Linked DNA regions of Sus scrofa: region 1 is linked to region 2. Evidence: chromatin contacts called from public HiChIP or PLAC-seq data. All regions are on one chromosome and are shown on one strand. The core of a region is the stretch at or near the end of the contact, and the rest is flanking DNA. Distances in the headings are between cores, read along the strand shown. Region 1 overlaps LOC110262100 (rap guanine nucleotide exchange factor 6-like). Region 2 overlaps FNIP2 (folliculin-interacting protein 2).

Region 1 (6,912 bases), core at 3,151-5,650, 240 kb after region 2:
CAATGTAAAAACTTATGAGATACTTTACTTCTTTTCATAGCAAGTCTTCGAAATCCAGTGTGAGTTTTACACTTAAGCTTATTTCCACCAGGACTAGCTATTTTTCAAGCATTTGTAACCATGTGTGGCCAGTGGCTACCATATTGCATAACCCAAGTATAGAAACTACAAGTTTAAGAAGCAGTAGTTAGCAAATAAGATACACAGATGGCAAATAAGCATATGAAAAGATGCTCCCTATCAAATGTCATCAGGGTAATGTAAATTCAAACAACCGCACACCTGTCGGAATGGCCACTATCCAGGACACTGACAATACCAGATGTGGAGCAACAAGAACTTTCATTCACTGCCAGGGAGATTGCCAAATGGTACAGGCGCTTTGGAAGACAATTTGGTGGTTTCTCACTGAAATAATATACTCTTACTCACAAAACTAATAAAATCCTACCATGTGATCCAGCAGTTGTACTCCTTGATATTTATCTAATGGAGCTGAAAACTTAGGTCCCCACAAAAACCTCCGTGTGGATGTTTATAGCAGTTTTTGAAAAACTGCTAAAATCATTCCAAAGTAAAGTTTTTATTTTTTTAGAGACTCACTATTTATAACATGAATCTAATTTTGTTTTCTTTTTTCTTTTCCACATTACTGTCCTATTAACCAGCCTGTTTTTATCTGAACTATAATAAGTAGTCATCACTGGGGAAAATTATTTGCAATGTTAAGGATGCTGTCCTTAAAGATCTCAATGAGAAAGGCAGACATGTTAGTAGTGAATGAAGGAAAAATTACAAAAAGAACTGCAATTTGGAATTCCTGTTGTGGCACAGCGAAAATAATTCTGACTAGGAACCATGAGGTTGGGGGTTTGATCCCTGGTCTTGCTTAGTGGATTAACAATCCGGCATTGCTGTGAGCTGCTGTCATAGACGCAGCTTGGATCTGGCCTTGCTGTGGCTGTGGGTATAGGCCAGCAGCTGTAACTCTGATGCTACCCCTGCTCTGGAAACCTCCATATGCTGTAGGTATGGCCCTAAAAAGCCAAAAAAAAAAAAAAAAAAAAAAAAAATTGCTTAAAGTCGAGAAAAATAGCAGGAACTTAAATATGTAAAATGAAAGGCTTGATGGAGTTAATAGGGTGTTTGGAACAAAAGACTGTCTTGTTTTTTTTTTTAATTAAAAAAAAAATTTTTTTTTTTTTTTTTGGTAAAGGGCCACATCCGCAGCATATGGAAGTTACTGGGCCAGGTGTTGGTTGAATTTGAGCCACAGCTGCAACCTACTCCACACTGAACCACAGCTGCAACCTACTCCACACTGTCCACAGCAGGAAACTCCTATCTTGTAGTCTTTTACCTCATGAGATATTTATGGTAGTTATCAGTGATGAAAGCTGATTACAAAATGGAAAGTATACTGTCGTTGAATTTTTGTTTAAAATACATTAACACATCTTTGTATGTGAGTGAAATCTCTTTAGCAGGCTTGTGGTCAGATTTTTGCTTTGCCCTCTCCAAGGTGTGTGACTTTAGTCAAGATACCTAGCCTTTTACTGCCTTAGTTTTCTTTGTAGGCATTCTATTACCAATTTATAGGCAGCTGGATGATTAAATTAAATGAAAAGCAGAGTGTTCTCTGCAGAGACTGGCATATGTGTCCTAAAAATGCCCCGAAAGTATTTTTTTTTTTTTTTACAAAAATCTTATTTTTGAGTGAAGGGATTGCAGATAATTTAAAATTTCTTATTTTTTCCTATCCTTATTTACATTTTTCTACAACAGATATGTTTTGTGATTTTTTTTTTTTAAAGTTAAAATTGCTTAATTTACTTTTAGGTTAAAGGCAGAAAAGTATTAGATTAGATGTGTAATCAGAACATGTTATATTGCTTACTGAACTGGAAAATATAGAGAATCACTCATGTTGTGTTGAAATACAGTCATTAAATCACATTTACATGTAACAGTATTTATACAAATAGTAGATTTTATTGAATCTTAGGGCTTGTACTTTATTTTTAAAGTAGGTGGTTAAGTGAGGTTCAATAAAGAATACGAGGTCTGTCATGGCGCAGTGAAAATGAATCTGACTAGAAACCATGAGGTTGTGGGTGTGATCCCTTGCCTTGCTCAGCTGGTCAAGGATCCGGCGTTGCCTTGAGCTATGGTGTAGGTCGCAAACACAGCTCGTATCTGGTGTGGCTGTGGCTGTGGCATAGGCTGGTGGCTACAGCTCCGATTAGACCCCTAGCCTGGGAACCTCCATATGCTGCAGGTGCAGCCCTAAAAAAAATAAAAAATAAAAAAAAAAAAGAAAGAATAGATGTTGAAAACTGTAAGTGCCAGTTTCTTATATTTACTTTCAGGGAAAGTTTTAGTTTTAATCATTTCTTATATTTTAATAAAGAGAAAGTCAAATTCAGATGATTTACTAGTTTTCGAGGCTACATACAACAAATACTGCTTTCAATTATTTTTCCCAATTTCTATTTTGCCTCTGAATACTTTGAAGCACTTCTTACACATATGGTGGTTCATGTTTAATAACTACCTATTGAATATCTCCTCTTTCCATTTAAAATAGAGTTTCACTGTATTTTTTCATGGCTCTCTTGTAATGTGCTCTTGGATTTGATTGTGCTTAGGCGGTGGGTATAGGAGTGAATCTGGATTGCATATTAGGTTTTCTCAGTAGTGGGTGAGCACCTTCCTGTTCATTGGTTGTATTCTGTTGAGGCTGTCAAGAACAGATCCAGAAGAAACAAAAATAAACCTAATTCATAAGAGCATACTGTTTTATTTTATGTATTTTTTCCTAATAGTCTATTTTCATCAAATGTTGACATTTTACATTTGCTACTATGCTTCTTAGAAAGAGGTGTAGTAATCAAACTATTTTTTGGATCCAAATTAAATGTGGCTTAAACAAATGAATTTTTGGAGCCCTTAGCTTTCAAGGCTGCATCAAGCCTCTTGGCTTTGTGGGGAGAGGGGAGTGCGCATTCCCTAAACTCATATGACTAGCCTCCCCTTTGCAAAAGCATCGTGTAATACACTCTGGGAAACACTGTTTTCAATACAATTATAGAGAGCAGCAGAAGGAAAAAAGACCTGGAATACCTACCCATTGAATAAGAAGTAAAATTGGCTCTTAAAACTGTATTGTGAACATTTAAAACAATAGCAAATGTAGTTAAAATTTCAGCTTAGTGTTTTTTTTCCTCCCTGCACCCCCCAAGCTGTCCCTCCTTTTTCTCTCTCTCTTTTAAAATGAGACTATTTTATTTATTTTTATTTAGTTTTTATTTGTTTATTGATGCCCGAGGCATGTGGAAATTCCCGGGCCAGGGATTAAACCTACATCACAGCAGTGACCCAAGTCACAGTAATAACAACATTGGATCCTTAACCCACTGAACCATCAGGGAGCTCCAATAAGAGACTGTTTTATGTAAGTGATGAAAAAACCAGAGAACTACTCTGAGTATTTCTTCCCCTAAACAGGTCATTTCTGTGTGTATTGATAATATGAGTACTCAGAAATTACTGTAAATATCAAGTGTTATTCTCTCCAGCTTTGTACTTACGGTAGAACAGAATTGTTTAGGATTGGGCAGGTCTGCCCCTTATTTGTTTTAGAGCAATAATGATCAAAAGTTCGTAGGAGAGATTGTTATCACAGAGAGATATGATTTAGGGCATAATTTAAAAACTTTATGAAATGTCATGGCATTAACGTTATTCTAAAAGCAGTTGGGGCAGGTGTTCATTGGTTCTAGAGAATTGCCCCTGTAATCCTAGTTCTTTTACTTGGAATATTTTATTTGTTTTTGTCCCAGATTTTGCAAATCCTAGGAGCAGGTTCATCAAGTAGAATTAATTTTTGTCATGTGTTTTATTACTAGTTATATTGTTATTGTTACTAGTAGTATTAATTTGTCTTGTGTTCAGGGGAGTTCTATTCTGTAGGGCTACAGAGAACACTGACTTAACCAGTACTGAACCATTGCTCGGGGGCAGTACATGGCCAGGTTCTTGCAAGCCTCTGGCCACAATTTTGTCAACTGATCAAATGTATAACCTTGTTTTGTGTGTGTTTTTATTTAAAGAGACCTTACTCAATATGAATTTGATTTGTGAATATTGAACTCTGGGCCAGAGCACTCTAACCCATATCTGGGCAAAGACTTACCTAACACATGTGTTTTTCCCCTGTGGCCCTCGTGTGCCTAGGGTCACTAGACTGCATTGCTGCAGGAGGCTCAGGGGCTTGTAAACAGTGAGATCACCAACAGAAAGCACACAAATGTGAAATCCATGACACAGAAAACAAGGACTCTTGTTTGCAGCACAGGAGCTGGAAGAAGAAAACCGAGCATTACTTCCTTCCCTCAGCTGGGCCCAAGGACGGGGCATGACTCAGATTTTCCATGCCCTGCATGTGGCCCTGAATGACTGTGAAAATGCCTTGAGTATCGAACTTGGGGCTACAGATTAAGTTGAGCAAGTAGGCGGAATTTATAAATATGACCTCCCTTGTAATGAGGGTCAAGGGTTCCTGGATTGTTTTGGAATCTGAGGTTGGCCTGGGAGCTCAAGAGCAGGTTCATCAGCCTGCTGTCCAGCTGTCTGCCTGTCCCTTTCTTTCCTCCTCTGGTGCTGGTGTCCCCAGTCCAGACTCATTGTGAAATGTGCACTGGTTGCTGCCGCTCTAGTAAGCAAGAAAAATAGGGTGTGATGAAGTAATAAAATCTGCGTAGCATCTAGAACTAGCCTTGGCTTTGCTCCTGAATTTGCCAGCACTTGGAGGATAAATCAGAGATGCATACTGTGCTTTCTGTTCTCTGTAATTTGGGTACTGGTGTCCTTTATGTAGAGGCCATACATGCCCTTCTGAAGGTTGGTCACACCATAGCAGCTGTGAAACATCTTCTTTTACTATATGACTATTGGGCTTCTTTTTTTCCCCCTGTGGTCTTGTAGCTGCTCACAGCTGCAGTCAAAGATACTGGCTTATCTACTGTGTCTAGTTCAGTTGGGTGCTGGTCATCTGATTTGGTATGAAATTGAAAAGATGATTTAAATGCAGTCAAATGACTGGTTTTGAATAGAGCACATGCTAACAGATTACTGAGAAGTATTGTTTTTTTTTTTTTTTTTGTGGTTGAGATTTTCACATTGATTTACTGTGGAAACATACAGTTTTTCAGAAAATAAAAGGACATTGTAGGCACCCGTAATGCATAAAGTTCAGAGCTGGATGGTGAAGAATGAATCTAACTAAATAAGTCCTGCTATTTCGTGGATTTTAGGGCTCCCCACCTGATACAGGATGAAAAGTTTTGAAGAAATAAAGAAAACAAACCCCAAGGTATTGTGGACTTTTGGAGACAAATTATTTTGGCTAGAGAGTAAGGTTTCTGGGGAGGGCAGAGTGAGAGGTAAGAAAAGGCTGAACTGCATTATTACTTGGTGTCATCACCTCTAGTAATTGCGTGTATCCAAAGTAGGGTGTTTTCAAAAGTTTTCAGTTTCGTGTTTCAGAGATGTAACATGACATTGATAGGGTGAGGAAATAGAGTAGGGAAACCCATTTCTGCCTCTAGAGAGACCGTTTCATTGCCTGACATCAAGAGTATATCCTCTCCCCATGACCACCACCTGCCTAGGGTGGTGCCTCTCAGCCTTCTCTGCTGTCATGTCTACACAGAACCCCCTCCTTCCTCCATCTTTCCATACTCCATTCTCTGGAAGAGGTGATTGAATCCAACCCACACTCAAGGGGTGGGATGAAGGTGAGAGATTTAAGCCCTACCTGCTGAAGGAAGCATTGATGTAAATAATAAAGTAGACTCAATGGGAGAGGAGATGTTGAGGGTGAAGAACCACCACGTCCTGAGCACTGCATGTGGTTAAGATGCATGGACATCAAGTGGGTTCAGCTTTTAAGTCTTTGCAGTGATGAATGTAAATCATCCCCAAACTAGAATCCAAAACCAAAGATTCAGAGGCTGGAGTGTCCTACGAAGTTCTTTTGTGTTGTTGTATGTTTTTAGCTGTGATGCAAAATAATTTTGGGAGTGATCTAGCTATGTGGGTACAGGTTTTTCGGCAATAAAACTTTTATTCTGGAATGATTTTCGATTACAGAGGAATTGCCAAGATAGTAATGGGGTGTGCTTCCCTGGCTTTCTTCTGTTGTCACATCTTATGTTACCAGGATTCTTTGTGCAAACTAAGGCACCCACACAGGTGCATTCATTCAACTCTCAATTTTAGAACTTTGTTTTGCTAGTTGCCCATGAAGGCATCTTTCCATTCCAGGACCAGCCAGGACATCAAACTGCGCTCAGTCCTCAGCCTCCTCTCACCTGTGTTTCTCACTTTCCTTGTTCCTCACAACTTTAGGGCTAATGGTCAGTTATTTTATATGAAGTCCTTCATTTGAGTTTGCCTGATGACTAGACTGTGGCTGTGAGTTTCTGGGAGGAAGACCATGAAGGTAAAACACCGTTTCATCACCTGACATCAACGTTATATCCTCTCCCCATGACCAGTCACAGTTGTTGCTCACTTTGGTCACCTGGCTAGGGTGGTGCCTCTCAGCATTCTCTACTGTGACGTTTACGCAGAACCGCCTTCTTCCTCCATCTTTCCATACTCCATTCTCTGGAAGCAGGTCATTGAACCCAGCTCACACTCAAGGGGTGGGATGAAGGCCGGAGATTTAAGCCCTGCCCCGTGGAAGAAGCATCAATGTAAATAATTTGAAATTTTTCTCTAAAGAAGATCACATCTTCTCCCTTATTTACATTTCAGTCAATTACTTACATCAGTATGGATTCAGGGCTATTTATTTTATGTTTTGGGTTATCATTTAATAGTGTGCCATGTTGCTGCTCCTCATTG
Region 2 (7,781 bases), core at 5,063-7,562:
CAGCAACGCCAGATGCAAGTCGCTTCTGTGACCTACACCATAGCTCATGCCAGATCCTTAACTCACTAAGCGAGGCCAGGGAACCCACAACCTCACAGTTTCTAGTTGGATTTGTTTCTGCTGCCCCATGATGGAAACTCCGGGACTGGAGGTTTTTAAAAACAACTGGTCAGCAATCCACACACATCTGCATCCTTGTGTGCCGCCCTCAACCATCCAGAAGTGGCTGAATTAGCCAAGGGCTGGCTTAGGTTGCTTAAATCTCTTCTCTCTCTGACTAAGCGAATCCTTGATACTGTCATTACATTGTGGTGCTCTAGCAAAACGGTGTTCTCTGGAAGATGTTTTGTTATGGAGCATCCTCTTACTCGAGTTCGGCTTAATAAACTTAAAGATCTTGCCAGAATTATCCTCTAGAGAGTGATTAGAAAATTGACATTCAAGTGAAAGCCACAAATCCTATGTTTTATAATTCAAGGTACTTCAGAGGAAAGGAAAAGATACAGAGAGGTTTGTCCCATTACCTGAGTCATAAATCTCCTGTTCCCTATGTGTGTGAAAGGCTGCCCATTCTGGTTGTTAAATCTGCTCTGCCATAACCAGCATGCGGATCCTAGACTGGCTGTGAGACCAGAGGTCTGTCTGCATGGCTGTTACGTGTAACACACACATGAGGGCCAGCGTCTTCAAGGATTCCCAGAGAGTCAGTTCAGGGTGTATATTGGGCACAGCCAGCAGTGGAAAAATGGAAAGTTTCCCAGCAGAATCACAACAGAGATAGCTGTGTTTTCTTCTCCTTATATTATGTGGCGACTGTCGTTGACACTTGTAGAAATCCCGTCCCCCTAGGGATTTCCACTCTGCCAGAGTCCCAGGGTTTCAAAGGAGCGGGCTTGGCAGACTTGTTAACCCACAAGTCAGAGTGCTTGCATGAGTTCCCAGCTTTGATTTCTGACATGCCAGACTATTTAATAAGCTCTTGTATCCTCTGCCTCGCATTCCTCTCTCTGGAGTCCTGGGCAGCAGGGGAAGATGGTGTAATGAACTCCATCATAGTCTGTGGAAGCATACATATGAGATGGAGTTGTCCTACTCCTTTTTTTTTTTTTTTGGCCGCCCTGTAGCATATGGAGCTCCCAGGCCAGGGATCAGATCTGAGCCGCAGCTGGATCCTTAACCCACTGTGCCGGGCCAGGGATTGAATCCACATCCCAACGCTCCCAAGATGCTGCCAATCCCATTGCACCACAGCGTGTTTTCCTACTCTTGAGTTAGAAATAGGTAACCATAGGAGTTCTCCCTGTGGCACAGTGGCTTAAGGATCTGACTGCAGTGGCTTGAGTCACTGTGGAAATACACATTCAATCCCTGACCCAACTCAGTGGGTTAAAGGATCTGGCATCTCCACAGCTGCGGCAAAGGTCGCAGTTTAGCTGGGATTCAACCCCTGACCCAGGAACTTCCATATGCCTTGGGGTCCATTAAAAAAAAAAAAAAAGAAGAAGAAAGAAAGAAGAAATAGGGAACCACGTGAAAGGTTAGTTATTTAAATGCAGTTCATGGAAGAGGACTATGTTAGTAGTTGTGTGGATGACTTGATAGGAACTGGATTGAATCTAAACATAAAGGAATCTAAATAGAGTTGTTCAAGGAAGTTGGTGTGTATTAGATATTCAGCCCATGCCTTGCATTTTGTTATGTTCATTTCCAAGGCTGTGGAAGAAAAATGTGATTTCTCTCCTTGAGTTACTTATGAAATCACTGAGTAGACAAACAGATGTGAATTCAAGAGCCACTTAAGACAGTGACATTAAATGGCAGATGGGAGGCGGGAAGGCTCAGCCTGTTGGCTGGCAGAGGAGGGAAGCAGCTTTGGAATCCTTGATGCCCCTACTAACATTCTTCTGTCATCTTCCAACTACGACATAGTTTTTCTTTTTTTGTTTGTTTTGTTTTGCTTGTTAGGGCCACACCTGCAGCATATAGAGATTCCCAGGCTAGGGGTCAAATTGGAGCTATAGCTTCCGGCCTATACTAACTCACAGCAACGCCGGACACTTAACCCACTGAACGAGGCCAGGGATCGAACCCTCAAGCTCATAGATATTAGTTGGATTCGTTTCTTCTGTGCCACAACGGGAACTCTAACCATAAAATTTAAAAGAAAGAAAGGGAGGAAGGGAGGAGGGAATGAAGGAAGGAGAGAAAGAATAAATATCAGAACCAAGCCCTAAGGCTAGACCCAGATAGATCAGGCTTCTTACAGGAATTTGATTGTTCAGTGTTAAGCTTTAAAATGCTATTTTTATAGCATTTGTTGAAGTACTTAATTTCTCCAAAGTACTGCTCCCTGTATATTACTGTTGCTAAGCATGTGTGTACTCATGTGTAATATTTTGTGTACGTGAACTTGATAAAATAATGAGCTTTAAAAGACTGCCTGACAGATTTCACTATTAATTACTTCAACAGTTCAGATATGGCTAATAAGAAAAAGTAATAATAAAAAAAGAAGCATCATGCAGTTCAGGGTTTCCTTGACTTATTTTAGTTCTCTATATGCCTTAAAAGTAGAGCCTTTAAAATTTTTTTAATGTATTTTATTTTGTAAATATGGTTGGCTTACAGTGTTGTGTCAGAGCCTTTTCTTAGAGGAATTTTCAGTTGAAGACAGGACAGAGGGTGTGTGTGGGTGTGCCCCTGTGATAATCCACCCGTGGTCTTCTGGATCATGGAGTTCTTTAAGTTCTAGAAGCTTAGAGATTGACTAATGAGCCAAATCATAATATGTTTAAACTACCCTCTTTTTCTCTCTCTCTGGTTTTAAAAATTTTATGGCCACACCTGAGACATATGGAAGTTCCCCTGCCAGGAATTAAATCCTAGCTGCAGCTGCAGCAAAGCTGTATCCTTTAACCCACTGCACCAGGCCAGGGATCAAACCCACACTTCCATAGCAAACAGAGCCACTACAGTGGGATTCTTAAACCCACTGCGTCACAGCAGGAACTCCAGAAACTGCCCTCTCTTTAGTGGAGTTGTGTCTCCTTTGGAAAGATACATGTCAGAAATCTCCAGATCACCAGAACTTAAGCTTCAATTCTCTGACCTGGAAGTTTAGACCAGATCAGGGCTGGGCAGCCTATCACCCCTGGTGCCCCTTAAATTGTAACCAACATAATTACTGATGACATTTTTAAAATCTCTCTCCATTATTCATTTCTTTTTCTTGCCTATTTGTGTTTCCCTCTATTTTCATCTGCCATTAAAAAGTGTTTATTATTTACTATAAGTGGGTAATTACTCAGTAGAGTGTTTTCAGTTTTTTTGTTTGTTTGCTTTGTTTTTCTTTTTATGGCTGCACCTGTGGTACATGGACGTTGCTGGTCAAGGGGTTGAATCAGAGCTGCATTTGTGACCTGCGCCACAGCCATAGCAATCCTAGATCTAAGCCACATCTGTGACCTATGCCACAGCTTGCAGCAATGCCAGATCCTTAACCCAATGAGCAAGGCCAGGGATTGAACCCACATCCTCATGGATACTATGTCAGGTTCTTAACCTGAGGAGTCACAATGGGAACTCCTCAAGAGTGTGGTTAGATGGAGGCATTTGGGGGTGCCCCATGGATGTATTCATGGAATTCTATGCTGGATATTTAGTGGCCCGAAAAGGTATTTTTTTTTTTTTTTTTTTTTGGTTCACTTCTGAAAATGTTCTGTGGTCCTTCATGCTCCTGGAGCCTGTGTACATAACAGTCAGGGATGCCTCACCCTGTTCAGGGTAGCAGGGTGTTTGCAGCTGTGTCACTGCTGTGCTTAGCCTATTTCTAAGTTAGTCGAGGACCCAGTCCTGCTCAGGACTAAGGATCCAGGGAGAGAAAGTTCAGCCTTTCCTTCAGGCAATGGGCCTCTGTCCATTTGTCCCAACTCTTAGCACCTCCCCCAACCCCTTTAGTCTTTACTCAGGTTTCCACCAGTGACTTAAAAATGGCTTGTGCTCTTTTTTTTCCCTTTTATGTTTCTCTGACCCATTTAGTTTTTCCTTTTTCCCATTGTAGTTCAGAAGCCTAAGAGCCCAACATGGTGTCTGTGAGGATGTAGGTTCGACCCCCTGGCCTCACTCAGTGGGTTAAGGATCTAGTGTTGCCGCAACCTGCGGAGTAGATCATAGATGCAGCTCGGATCCGGAGTTGCCATGGCTGAGGTGTAGGCCAGCAGCTACGGCTCCCATTCAACCCCCTAGCCCAAAACTTCCATATGCCACAGGTGTGGCCCTAAAAAAAAGAAGAAAAAAAGGTAATTGAGCCAATTCCTCAGTTCCTTCTCCGTTGTTCCTGGGTCTGGATCCACAACCCTCAGGGGTAACTGGTATCTTATTATAATCTTCCATCCGTCACCTCCCCAGGGAGCCTCACTGTCCTCATGCCAGCAGCTCCCTTCCAAAAATAGAGTTCTGTGTGGTGGGACATGTAATCTATAGTCTGTGCTTCCCTACCGCTATGATGGGGAAACTGTTTAGGAAATTGAGTTGAATTGGAAATGAAGGCCCAAATTATCTACTGCCTATAGTCAAAAAAAAAAGCTGGATTTTTACACCAAGCATTCTTAGCCTCTGGGCCCCCTGCTCACAGGACGTTTTTGGTAAGAAACATCTACCTGGCCTGGTCATGCCACCTTGACAGAGGCAGGTGATTGGAATCCAGCTGAAGGGGGTTGGCAGACATTCCACTCATCATCTACATGTGGACAGACCTTTAGATCACATAAATGCTTTCAGGATGGAAGCCCCTTGGAGGAGAGGCTTTAGTATAGATCCATTCTGTGCTACCTAGAAAACTGTGAATTTCTGATAGGCACAAAAAGCCTTGAAGGAAATTGAGCTCAAAATACAAATCTTTTTTGGGGGGGGGTCCTTTTTAGGTCATACCCTCAGCATATGGAGGTTCGTAGGCTAGGAGTTGAATCGGAGCTGTAGCTGCTGTCTTACGCCACAGCCACAATAATCCAGGATCCAAGCTGCAAGTGCAACCTACACCACAGCTCACGACAACGCCAGATCCTTAACCCATTGAGCGAGGCCAGGGATTGAATCTGCGTCCTCATGGATACTAGTCTGATTCATTTTTGCTGAGCCATGACAGGAACTCCCGAAGTACAGATTTTTTATATGTCCACATTTCCTTTTCTTTGCTCATAAGGACCAGGTACATTGATGGTGAGCCATTTTAATCTTGCTGTGAATTCAGGACACATGGGCAAGAATTTGCAGGAACTTGTAAAGGGAAGTCATTGCAGCCCCGTCTTTGCTTTCAATTTTGGAGAGTGTGTATATGTCTGCATAAGGAGAGTAGGAGTGAGGGGTCCAAAAACCTTTTGGGGACAATGAAATTTGGGGTCATTATGTGTATGAGCATCCATACTATTTGGTTAACAAGTCTAAGAAAGTGAGACCCATCCTTGGAAAACTGGGCTTCATTAATTCAAGAATCTGCTTTGTCATATTATTTTATTTCTCATGTTTAAGATTATTTGAGGAGTTTCCATTGTGGCTCAGCCACTTATAGACTCAGCATTGTCTCTGTGAGGATTTGGGTTTGATCCCTTACCTCAATCAGTGGGTTAAGTATCCTAGGTTGCCAGAAGTTCGCAGCTCCAATTCAACTCCTGGCCCAGGAATTTCCATCTGCTGCAAGTGCAGCCATAGAAAGATTTTTTAAAAAAAGGATTATTTGAACAAATGCTTAAGTATTGGCCCAGTCAGCTTTGTCTGATTTGCTGTTTGCTATTCTTTTCAATAGAAAAAAAAAAAGTATATTTTTTAAGGTTGCACCCGAGGTATATGGAAGTTTCCAGGCTAGGGGTTGAGTCTGAGCTGCAGTTGCCAGCCTACAATACAGCCTCAGCAACACCAGATCTGAGCCGAGTATGTGACCTACACCACAGCTCACGGCAACAGTGGATCTTTAATCCACTGATCGAGGCCAGGGATCAAACCTCCATCCTCATGGATGCTAGTCAGATTTGTTTCTGCTGCACCACAATGGGAACTCCCAAATTGTGTTCATTTAAATGGAGGGAAAGTAGGGATTCTTAAAAATGGTAAGAAGGCTGAAGAACTAGGCTTGGGGTAGGTGGGAAACAAGGTACCTCCGAGTTGCTCTCTGGGTAGGAACACAGTGGCCCTGAGTGTCCTTGGCTCCCTGCTTTAGGGAGGAAGCATCTGACTGGCCCTGGTACCTCCCAAGACTCAGGGAGGGTGGGCCTTGCAGGATTTAGCCAGGAAAGTTCATTGTCCAAGGGGAAATGAGGAGGAAGTTAACAGGAGGAAGTTAGGCCTGGCAGCCAAAGTGGCAAAAGGCACCAGGGCAGCGACAGGGACAGAATGACCCGTGGAAGCCAGGCATGTTTTCCTTTGGTGACTGAGGTCAGGAAGCTGTGCCCGTGCATGCTGGCCATGAGGGGCGTCTGTCTGTATACCTGCCCACGCCTGCTTCTCTCAGCTTGGGGCCAGGAAGGCTTTTGTGCTGTCGATTTTTGCACACATGGGGCACCAAGCCTGTGTCAAAGGAGTTGGTGGGGAAGTGCTTGTACTTGGATCAGTTTCAAGGAATTTGGTTGCTTTAGGCCCTTGCCTTGACTGTGTCAGCTTTCACCCTATTGCCCTGGGGCACTGTTTACTGGTTAACATGCTTTGTCCACCACTGCCCAGTTACCAAGGAGCTTGTGTTCAAGCATGTTTGTCAGTGGCCACACTCGTACCCTTTGGCCTCGGCTCGATCAGTCGCTTCCTGGCCCTGTCTGGTTTCAGTCAGTTGTCAGAGTTGCTGATGCAGGTAGCGCACAGTTACTGAACCAACATTGCTTAGTGGTTGAAGCACCGTATCTTTCAGGGGACATTCCTTTTCCCCACCAGACCTCCTTCTTGGGATGATGACAGTAGAATCCTTCACCCTCTTCTGAGTCTCCACTTAAAAGGCAACTGCAGGAGTTCCCCTTGTGGCTCAGCAAGTTAAGGACCCGACATAGTGCCCATGAGGAGGCAGGTTGTATCCCTGGCCTCCCTCAGTGAGATAAGGATCCCATGTTGCAGTGAGCTGCAGTGTAGGTCATAGATGCAGCTCAGATCCAGTGTTGCTGTGGTGTAGGTTGAAGCTCTGATTTGACTCCTGGCGCAGAAATTTCCTCATGTCCCAGGTGCAGGGCCCCCCCCCCTCCAAAAAAAAGTCAAGTGCAGTCTTCCAGAAGGACTTGGGCTTTAATGTCCTGGGATGGAGAGAAATGGTGTGTCTTTTTACTTACCCCTGAACATTTGACATGTATAGTGTGCCTCCTGGATGGAAGAAGACAATCATGATTGCAATTTTATCCAGTTAATTTTTTTTTTTTTTTTTTGGCTGTGCCATAGCATATGGAAGTTCCCAGGTCAGGAATCAAACTTGCACCCCAGCAGTAACCACAGCTACAGCAGTGACATTGCCAGATCCTTAACCCACTGAGCCACCCTGGAACTCCTCTGAGTTAATTTTTAAATAGCTTTACATCATCCACACTTTTGTTACCATATCAGATACTTGAAGCTAGTCTGGATCTCAGTTTCTTTTAAATTTGTTTCTTATTTGTTTGTTTACTGAATGGGATTATGTAGACATTTTTTTCTTGGTTTATCTGAAAGACTTATTTTATATCAAAAATAAAAACATCATTAGAAAAAAATTTAAAAATAAATAGCAATGTTGTGACACTCCTGGCTGAGCCCACTGGGCACCTCTGGGTTCCTGT

What was found. HiChIP or PLAC-seq counts read pairs in DNA pulled down with a chosen protein or histone mark.
Region 1: a contact with region 2 is called in an H3K27ac HiChIP or PLAC-seq map of alveolar macrophages. The contact joins two enhancer-like sites. A contact is called at or near these places in 1 of 47 Hi-C or Micro-C datasets (epiblast stem cells) and 1 of 2 datasets of contacts at active chromatin or transcription factors (alveolar macrophages).

Annotation. Positions count from the first base shown.
Region 1 is chr8:48,065,646-48,072,557 of Sscrofa11.1, forward strand. The region is part of intron 1 of LOC110262100 (rap guanine nucleotide exchange factor 6-like); the gene reads left to right. Among named protein-coding and RNA genes, the nearest start is that of RAPGEF2, 110 kb to the right of the region's middle. Within about 2 kb of position 4,401, at least 29 of the 83 cell types and tissues checked have an H3K27ac peak or open chromatin away from gene starts, as enhancers often do. A contact at or near this core is called in alveolar macrophages, where this site is marked.
Region 2 is chr8:47,820,044-47,827,824 of Sscrofa11.1, forward strand. The region is part of intron 15 of FNIP2 (folliculin-interacting protein 2); the gene reads left to right. Among named protein-coding and RNA genes, the nearest start is that of FNIP2, 120 kb to the left of the region's middle. Within about 2 kb of position 6,313, at least 13 of the 83 cell types and tissues checked have an H3K27ac peak or open chromatin away from gene starts, as enhancers often do. A contact at or near this core is called in alveolar macrophages, where this site is marked.